Regions from separate parts of the Mus musculus genome. Here all the other regions are linked to region 2. The links are chromatin contacts, called in public HiChIP or PLAC-seq maps. All regions are on one chromosome and are shown on one strand. Each heading gives the region's core, a stretch centred on a gene start, on an enhancer-like site or on the middle of the called end of the contact. The rest is flanking DNA. Distances are from core to core; before and after follow the strand shown.

Evidence for each region. HiChIP or PLAC-seq counts read pairs in DNA pulled down with a chosen protein or histone mark.
Region 1: an H3K27ac HiChIP or PLAC-seq map of T-cell acute lymphoblastic leukemia shows a contact between it and region 2, with 4 times the contacts expected there. The contact joins two enhancer-like sites. A contact is called at or near these places in 3 of 39 promoter capture datasets (embryonic stem cells and stem cell-derived epiblast-like cells), 1 of 15 datasets of contacts at CTCF or cohesin (embryonic stem cells), 1 of 484 Hi-C or Micro-C datasets (embryonic stem cells) and 3 of 115 datasets of contacts at active chromatin or transcription factors (T-cell acute lymphoblastic leukemia, astrocytes and embryonic stem cells).
Region 3: a contact with region 2 is called in an H3K27ac HiChIP or PLAC-seq map of T-cell acute lymphoblastic leukemia, with 4 times the contacts expected there. The contact joins two enhancer-like sites. A contact is called at or near these places in 2 of 39 promoter capture datasets (embryonic stem cells and hippocampal neurons), 1 of 15 datasets of contacts at CTCF or cohesin (pro-B cells), 1 of 484 Hi-C or Micro-C datasets (bone marrow-derived macrophages), 2 of 115 datasets of contacts at active chromatin or transcription factors (T-cell acute lymphoblastic leukemia and embryonic stem cells) and 3 of 9 other capture datasets (embryonic stem cells, liver and macrophages).

Annotation. Positions count from the first base shown.
Region 1 is chr14:78,557,908-78,560,607 of GRCm38.p6, forward strand. It overlaps Dgkh (diacylglycerol kinase, eta), which reads right to left. Exons shown (of 30, transcript NM_001081336.2): 30 at 1,443-2,700. Among named protein-coding and RNA genes, the nearest start is that of Akap11, 22 kb to the left of the region's middle. Within about 2 kb of position 1,309, at least 11 of the 459 cell types and tissues checked have an H3K27ac peak or open chromatin away from gene starts, as enhancers often do. A contact at or near this core is called in T-cell acute lymphoblastic leukemia, where this site is marked.
Region 2 is chr14:79,314,578-79,317,479 of GRCm38.p6, forward strand. No RefSeq gene overlaps it. Among named protein-coding and RNA genes, the nearest start is that of Rgcc, 14 kb to the left of the region's middle. Within about 2 kb of position 1,529, at least 41 of the 459 cell types and tissues checked have an H3K27ac peak or open chromatin away from gene starts, as enhancers often do. A contact at or near this core is called in T-cell acute lymphoblastic leukemia, where this site is marked.
Region 3 is chr14:78,617,589-78,620,288 of GRCm38.p6, forward strand. It overlaps Dgkh (diacylglycerol kinase, eta), which reads right to left. Exons shown (of 30, transcript NM_001081336.2): 9 at 2,184-2,286; 10 at 935-1,094. Among named protein-coding and RNA genes, the nearest start is that of Gm26251, 15 kb to the left of the region's middle. Within about 2 kb of position 1,328, at least 25 of the 459 cell types and tissues checked have an H3K27ac peak or open chromatin away from gene starts, as enhancers often do. A contact at or near this core is called in T-cell acute lymphoblastic leukemia, where this site is marked.

The DNA of each region.
Region 1 (2,700 bases), core at 59-2,558, 760 kb before region 2:
ATATGGGAGCTCTTTGTCACTTAGCTTCAAACATGCCTTGTAAACACCACTCTGCAGCCCTGGGCATGAGGTTCTACAAACAGCATCTCTTCCTTGACTCTTCCCTTTCTGTCCACAGCAGCCTTCAAGACTGGGCAACAGAAGGAAGGATGCTTGTCTGCCAGGCTATTGTTGCCAGTGTCTTACAGCATGGGCCCTGATTCTGACTGAGGCAATTGGCTCCATTTTCTAATCTCCTCTGGGTTGAACTCTGCGGGACTCACTTTCTGTGTTCACAAAGGTTTTTTTTTTTTTAGGACAACTTCCCTCTCTCTAATGACTTTAGCTCACAAGATGTTGGCCCTCACATCTGCATTTCCTTTCAGAAATTCTCCCCGGTACGTTTGCTGTGGACATCCTACCTACAGTCACTTTAAACTCTCATGGAACTAACCCAGACTTCTGAGTTTGAGCTCCTCATTCATCTACAGCCAACCTCCAAGTCCAGGCCGTAACTATGAAGTATTCGTTATTGCTCCCTCCTTCTCATCTCAACAAGATTGCCCCCAGTACCCTTTGACTGTCTGCCCTGTCCTCGGTCCTTTTCAAGTTCATTCATGGCCGCATGCCCAGCTTCTGCTTCTCCTTGCAGGTATGTCTTTGTCACACTATACCATCTTCCCCACTGTGCTGTTTTGCTTTCTATTTGTGTCTGGGTCTCTGTGTGTGCAGTGTGTGCAGAGACCAGCCGAGGGTCCTGATGTACTCTGCCAGTGCTCTCCAGCTGTTTGAGTTATTCATCGTGAACTGGGGTCACATTTTCTCAGCAAGCCAGTCCTCCTGTCTTTGCCTTCCTCGGAGGTGGGATTCGAAGGATGGGCAGGATGCTCAGGCCTGCTATGAGTGCTGGGACTTGAACTCCAGTCTCCCTGATTGGGAAGCAAGTATTCTTAGTTGCAGAGGCATCTCTTATAACATCAAGGGCTTATTTCTATTGGGGGAAACCAAATTGTGTTTTGAACATTAATAACTCCACTGCATGGAATATTATCCATCAATAAAAAATTAAAACAACAAAAACCACACTGATACATACACTGATTTGGATGTATCTGGGACATTGTGTGTGTGTGGACCATATAAAGTCATGAACTGTATAATTCCACTAATACTTGAAATAATGAAAGTTTTGCAATGGAGACAGGTTATCAGTTGCCTGGAGGTGAGAAGAAATTGACGGCACAATGGGAGTAGCTGTGTTTGTAAATGAGCATCGAGAGGAGCCTTGTTGTGGGTGACTCAACTGTTGAACAATTTGACCGTATCAGTACCAGCATCCTGGCTCTGATACCATCTAGACTTCAAGAAGGGTGTGTGTGGGAGGCAGGGCGTGGTTAAAGGTACTTTGTATTTTTCTTCGAAACATCTCAACGACTTCCCTCCAGAAAGAGTGCAGGCCTCACACCTTCCAATGCAGTCTTTTTATTTGAGAAGGTCGATCTGAAGGCAGTGCCCTTTGGGAAAGACGTCTCTCATCATCATGAACATCAACCATTACTCTCAGTACAAAAATACACACATCAGTGACTTCCTTACAATAAATACAGAGTCATGCATCCCACAAGAGAAGGCACCGAAACTGGTCACTTAGTAGTCATAAAAATTATTAGCTACATTAACAAAGCCACCCAAATTATCTGTACAAGGAAATGTAACAATATATTCCAAAGGTGAAAACACATTAAAACATCTTTAAAATAGTATGCAATAAATATCTCAGTTCTCATATAGATTTATTTTTAAAAATTATGCCATTGTAAACAGCATGTAAACAAACAGAACTCACGTCTTATCATTATTAAAAGTAATTGGAGCCAAAGTTAGAACCTCTGCTCTGTCAGGTCCATTTCAATGGCAAATGTGCTAAGCTGGGAAAAGTTTCACTCTTTTCTGTAGCAAACAGAGCCCACTGTGTAAGAAATAGGCAGACTTTATCTGCATCTGTCAGATACAAGTATTTAGTTTCAAAACAGACTACCAAAATGTAGTAAATTCTTAGCTATATAAATATGGCAAGACTAAATTAAAACTATCTTTTGCAATATAAGAAAGAGAAGGAACTACATTGTTAAGTTTTTACCATGATGGTAACAGGCGGGAAATAAGTTCTATTTTTATTGAAAAGCGTAATGAACGTGCTGGGCAGAAGGGTGCAGCGCCCAGCCTTCCCTGCCCCCTTCTTTTGTGGAACATTTACAAAGTTGAGCTAAGCATAAAAGCTATCAAGTTGAGACCTTTCTTTTGCTAAGGGACACAGAAATGTGTCCCCTATTTTATATGATATTGTATATGATGGGAAATAGTGATTTCAAAATATGCTTATTGAAATGTGAAAATACAAACCAGCAAAAGCCCCCTCCCCCAACCTTACTGACAGGAAAGATAAAGACAGTTTATTTCTTCATTCTCAATAAAGGAAACCTATAGCCTATCTGTCAATAAATATTCAGAAGTCAGTATCATAACACAAATGTTTGCTGTGGTTCATCTACATATCAGAGCCTTGTGGGAGTCATAGATTCGCATGTTACTAATGCTGAGATAACAGCTGTGCTCCCTGTCAAATGCCATGACTTCCTACCTCCATCAAGATACCTAAGGTAACACCAACCCACTTCAACCAACTTCAAATGGAGCCTTCTGATCCATCCTCTCCTGTGG
Region 2 (2,902 bases), core at 279-2,778:
TTAAGTCCCTTGCCTTTTGCTTGTCTATTGAACTTGTTAGTGTCTTAATCAAGTGATTGGAAAATGTTGTTAAGAATTTCTTACTTAAGATTGATAAAGATTTCGTTTGTTCTGTTGTTTGTTTTTTCAGACAGAGTCTTACAGTAGAGCTCTGGCTCAGCTAGAACTCACTCTAGAGACCATGGCTGGCCTCAAACACCCAGAGAGATCCATGTGCGTCTGCTTTCAGAGTGCTGTGACTAAAGGTGTGTGTGCCACCACACCCATCTCTGGTAGATAAGGATCTTAATCTGTCAAAAGTTCAAAAATTGGAGCCAGCAAGATGGCTCAGTGGGTAAGGGCCCTTTCTGTCAAAGCTGACAGCCTGAGTTTGATCCCCAGAACTCACGTACCAATGCCAAAAGTTACCTCTTCTACGTGTATACCATAGTACATACATAGGCAAGCACACATGCAAGCATGCACGTATACACACACGTGGGAATGTGCACACACATGGGAATGTGCATGCATGCACACATGCAAATAAATAAATGTAAAAATATTTTAACAATGTTCAAAAATTTACATTTATTAGTTATGAAAGTCATATATAAATAACTATGTTAGGAAATATCATTTGTATGCAATTCTGGGAACCAACCAAGGGTTTCATGTGTGCTAAGTAAATGCTCTGCCCATGAGTTACATCCCAGCCCAGTGGTTTTTAAACGTTAATGGTTAAGGGACTGCTAACTGCTCAAAATATTTATAAGAAGAAAATAGTGTTTTACTAATCAAGTCAGAATAGAGGGGATGACTCTTCTTTGCACAAAAGCTTGTTATAGGTTCACTGTTCGTCAACAGGAGTTGAACAAGCCCCTCCGGTCCTCCCACATGAGGGCACATAAACAGAGCACAATCTGATGGCACAGGCCACCTTGGGTCCTGTCATTTACAGTGAATTATATTCAATGTGTGCGACTTTAGAGATGGCCCACAACATTGCTCTGTGTGTGTGTATGTGTGTATGTGTATATGTGTGTTTGTGTGTGTGTATGTGTGTATATGTGTGTGTTTGTGTGTGTATGTATGTGTATGTGTGTGTATGTGTGTTTGTGTGTGTATGTATGTGTATTTGTGTGTGTATGTATATGTATGTATGTATGTATGTATGTGTGTTTTGTGTATGTGTGTGTGTGTGTGTGTGTGTGTGTGTGTGTGTGTGGTATTGTTATTGTTGCTGCTGTTTGAGACATTGAGAAGGCAGGCACCCACAGTACACCACACTTGGCTGGTCTGTGCCCACCCTGTCTGGATCCAGTCAGAATTACTAGAGACTGTTGTTCCCAACCATGTCTTCCTTGCTGTGCCATACTGGCTTTGCCCTAAGACAGGTCAGAGTGCAGCTCTAAGTTACAAACACGTGTGACCTCGACCTCTGGCCTTTCCAAGCTCCTTATGGAGAAGAATACACCAAATATGTCTACTGTGCCTGGCCCCTGTAGGTGCTTAGCTCACAACGGATGCGTAGTGTTTTTTCTGAACACTGACTCTCGTCAGACTTACTCTTCAGGGGACCAATTCTTCCCCAGCTGCAGCAGCAGCTGGCTTCCTGCTTCGGGCTGGGTGTTTTTTATAATCTGTTTCTGATATTCTTCCTGCCTTGCTTTCTTAGGGTCAACTCGTGCTTACATCTTCCCTCAGACTCTGCCTTTTGTTTCCCAGTGCTGTGCTCACTGTTGCTGCCACAGTCACCCCTCCTGGCCTTCTGCGTCCCTCTCAGTGCTGTGACCCCCCCCCCCCCGCCTCTTGTTGGGGTCCAGTTAAGGTTTCTTACCTTCACCCGGAATACCGTTCTGTTTGTATGTGATGCATAATCATATGATCAGTTTCCATGGCATTGAAATGGGTAAAAATAAGCTGGGCGCCGTGGCGCACACCTTTAATCTCAGCAGTCGGGAGGCAGAGGCAGGCAGATTTCTGAGTTCGAGGCCAGCCTGGTCTGCAAAGTGAGTTCCAGGACAGCCAGGGTTATACAGAGAAACCCTGTCTCGAAAAACAAAACAAAACACAAAAATGGGTAAAAATACCCTACTTTTTAACACTTATATTCTCCCATGTTTACTATTAAAAAGTCATACTTCAACAAATGTTCTAGGATTTATATATCTAAACTCATTCCAGATTTTTCTTTTTAAAGTTATTATGTGTGTGTGTGTGTGTGTGTGTGTGTGTGTCAGAAGGCAGCTTTGTGGAGTCTGTTCTCTCCTTCCACAGTGTGACTTCTGGCCCTCCAGTTCAGGTCATCAGTCTTTGGTGACAGGTGTCCTTATCCCCTGAGACTTCTTGCCAGCTCAAGAATATATTCACAGAGGTTACATTTCTAAGTTGAAGAAACTATAAAATGTGAAGTTCTTGCGTGAATTTCTGCATAGATAGTGTGGGTTCTTCAGACCCTGTTCCGGCCCTCTGCAGCCAGCACAAGGGAGTACTGTCCTGCCTCCATCCGTTTTTATCTAGTATTCTTTTCCTGACCAATCTACAGAAATCGTAATTTTTTTTTTTTTTTTTTTTTTTTTTTTTTTTTTTTTGGTTTTGGTTTTTTCAAGACAGGGTTTCTCTGTACAGCCCTGGCTGTCCTGGAACTCACTTTGTAGACCAGGCTGGCCTCGAACTCAGAAATCCGCCTGCCTCTGCCTCCCGAGTGCTGGGATTAAAGGCGTGCGCCACCACGCCCAGCCGAAATCGTAATTTATTAATAACGCAAAAGGATCTGATGCAACAGAAGCCACTACTTTCTGGATTGTGACCCAAATCAGTGTTCTCGAGGTACCACCTTGCAATGTGGCACCACCTGTTGTATAAAATCGTGTTCAGAGCTGGGATGTGGCTCAGACCCTCAGTACTGGTCCAGAGCATG
Region 3 (2,700 bases), core at 78-2,577, 700 kb before region 2:
CACCGAAAGGGGGTGAAGGACCTAAGGTGTATCCTCACAGTGAAAATGTCAGGCAGTTCACAGTCATGTTTAGACTTTAAGTTATACAGCATCACAGAACGGTCAACAAAATTCCCTTAGCATTTATCAAGGTCAGCCCAAGACCCTTCCGGGCTGAAGTACTAAACAGACCCCCTTTAGTTAGGTCATGCACTGTGTGTGTATTTTCTATGAAGATAAGTCTCTGATATTTGTATTTTACATCTATGCAAGTTTATGTGACATACACTTAAAATACTTTTGTACACATTTTAGAATTTGAAAGTTAGGCTAACAAGTTTGGAATTGATATCAGAAAGCTGAATAACATCAGGAAGTTTTGTGTTAAAATCTCTAATTAAGGAGCATATCTTTAATCCCAGCACTCAGGAGGGAGAGACAAGCTATCCCCTGTAAGTCCCAGGCCAGCCTAGTTCTCACAGACTTCAGCCAGGGCCTCACAGTCCTGTCTCAAAAAGCAAAAAAACAAAACAAACAAACAACAACAGATAAAGAGAAAGTTAAGCTAGAGCCATAACTTAATGAGGAGGGCCTGCTCTTCTATAGAGTCAATCACCAGCACCATTCAAAAAGAACAATACTGAACCTAAAGTCGACAAAGCTCAAATGTAGGGACGCATGAGAGCAACAAAGATGTCTAACGGAAAGTGTAATTTTTCTAGGTTTGTTGGTTTAGTTTGGTTTTCGGAGACAGGGTTTCTCAGTGTGGCCCTAGCTGTCCTGGACCTCCAAAGGCAGAGTTCCAATTGTCTCTGCCTCCCAAGTACTGGGATTAAAATTGTGCGCCACTACCACCTAGCTTGGACATTAATTTCATGAGCAGCAGAGCCAGGCACATCTCTCTCATGCTTAGAACTGAATTTTACTCGAGTAGGATTTATCATAAATGAATTACCCTAAATAAGGCCCTCCGTTCATTAAATCAAACACCTGAGCTGGGTTGAGCAACTGTTTAAAGCGACGAAGGAACTTCACTCCCTGATTATCTCCACTCTTAGAGTTGACGAACACCAAGAGGGGGCTGACACAGAACGAAAAGGTTGCTCGACAGAAACCTGCAAAAACAAGCCCGGGACAAGATTAATATGCACTTCTTCTCTCTTCAATTATTAATAGGTATTCAGAAAAGGAAGAAAAATGGGTGAAAGCAAGGAACCTTCCTTCCTTAATGCTGGCGCATCACCGTAACCTAGTCCCCTGGCTAAACGGTTCAGTATCTGCATCCTAGCAATCTAAAACTCATGTTTTAGCATATACTTTGCAGTGAGGAACCACATCACAGACAATAACCACCAACCTTACCAATCTTGATAAGGAAAGGAAAGCTAAGGGTTTACAGTTCTCAAACGACTCATGCCCATACTTGGTATTTTACAATATTCTAATTGTTCTTTGTATAGGTCTAAGAAAATACGTTAAAATGAATGAAGGATCTATTGGGGGTGGGGAGAGCTGTCAAGAACACATCCCCTGAGCTTCGCAGCCATCTGCACAGCTGTTACACGCCTGTGCAGGAAGCACAACAGAAGACTAAAACGACACATTGCAGAAGCCATTTGTAACGTGGCGTGCAGAGGAGGAAGTAACGAGTGTCCCATTCTAAAACCGGTGATGTCACAAAGTCTCCTCTGCACTTACAGTTAAGCCCTGGCCAGATTCTAGAAATAGCAAATGCATTTAGAGGAATACAGATTCCTGCAATTAAATGACAGGAGAGCAAATCTTAATAGGAGCCCATGCTAATGGGCAGTTTCAATTATGGTGAGAGAACACAGACACGTTAACCTTTCAGGAGTTCAGTACAAAATGACGGTCCCCCTTCATTTGTTGGGATGTGAAAAAAAACAAAAACCAATAACCTGCAAGTCTTGTGTACAATGATCTGGCCAAAGTGTTAATGGCTGCACTACAACTTTCCTTTCAAAATATTCATTTGAGCTGGGGATGTAGCTCTGTGGTTGGACGTATGCTTAGCTCTTCAGGATCATTTATGCCCAGCATCACAAGAATCAACTAATTAAGCAACCAAATATACCGTCCAGCATTTATAAAAACTGACCAGAATAATCAATTACAATGTATCATATGAAATTCAATCAACAGTAAATACGCTAGAAATACACATACTTACTACTGCTACGTACCATCAGAGTCTGTGCTATTTAGTGCAATCGGAGGTATGATGGAGACTTTACACTGGCCAAGGGGACAGACGGGATGGTACACATCTTTGCAGGCAGTGTGCACCTGACAATAAACAAAGAAACCTTCAAGAACTGTAAAAACAACAAACCAACACGTGATAAATGACCCCGACAGACCTGTCTGTTCAGGATCAACATCATCACAAAATGTTCAGTGTTTAGGAAACCACTGAAGGTGTATTTACCCTTCTGGGAAATAAGCTTGCACTGTATGTGAGTGACTCTGCCCAGAGCAGTCTACTCCTATGGTTATCTAAAGTAAGTGTTATGTAGTGAGTGCATGCTTAGTGGAGGGAAGCCGGAAGAGATGATATGGAGGAGGAAGAGAGGGAGAGTGGGGAGGGAAGAAAGAGGAAGGATGGAGGGACAGTATCTCAATGTCATGGTCATAAAATTTAATAAAAATAAATAAAATCTGCCATGTGCAAGCTCTTTCTGCAGTGATCCTACAACCTCC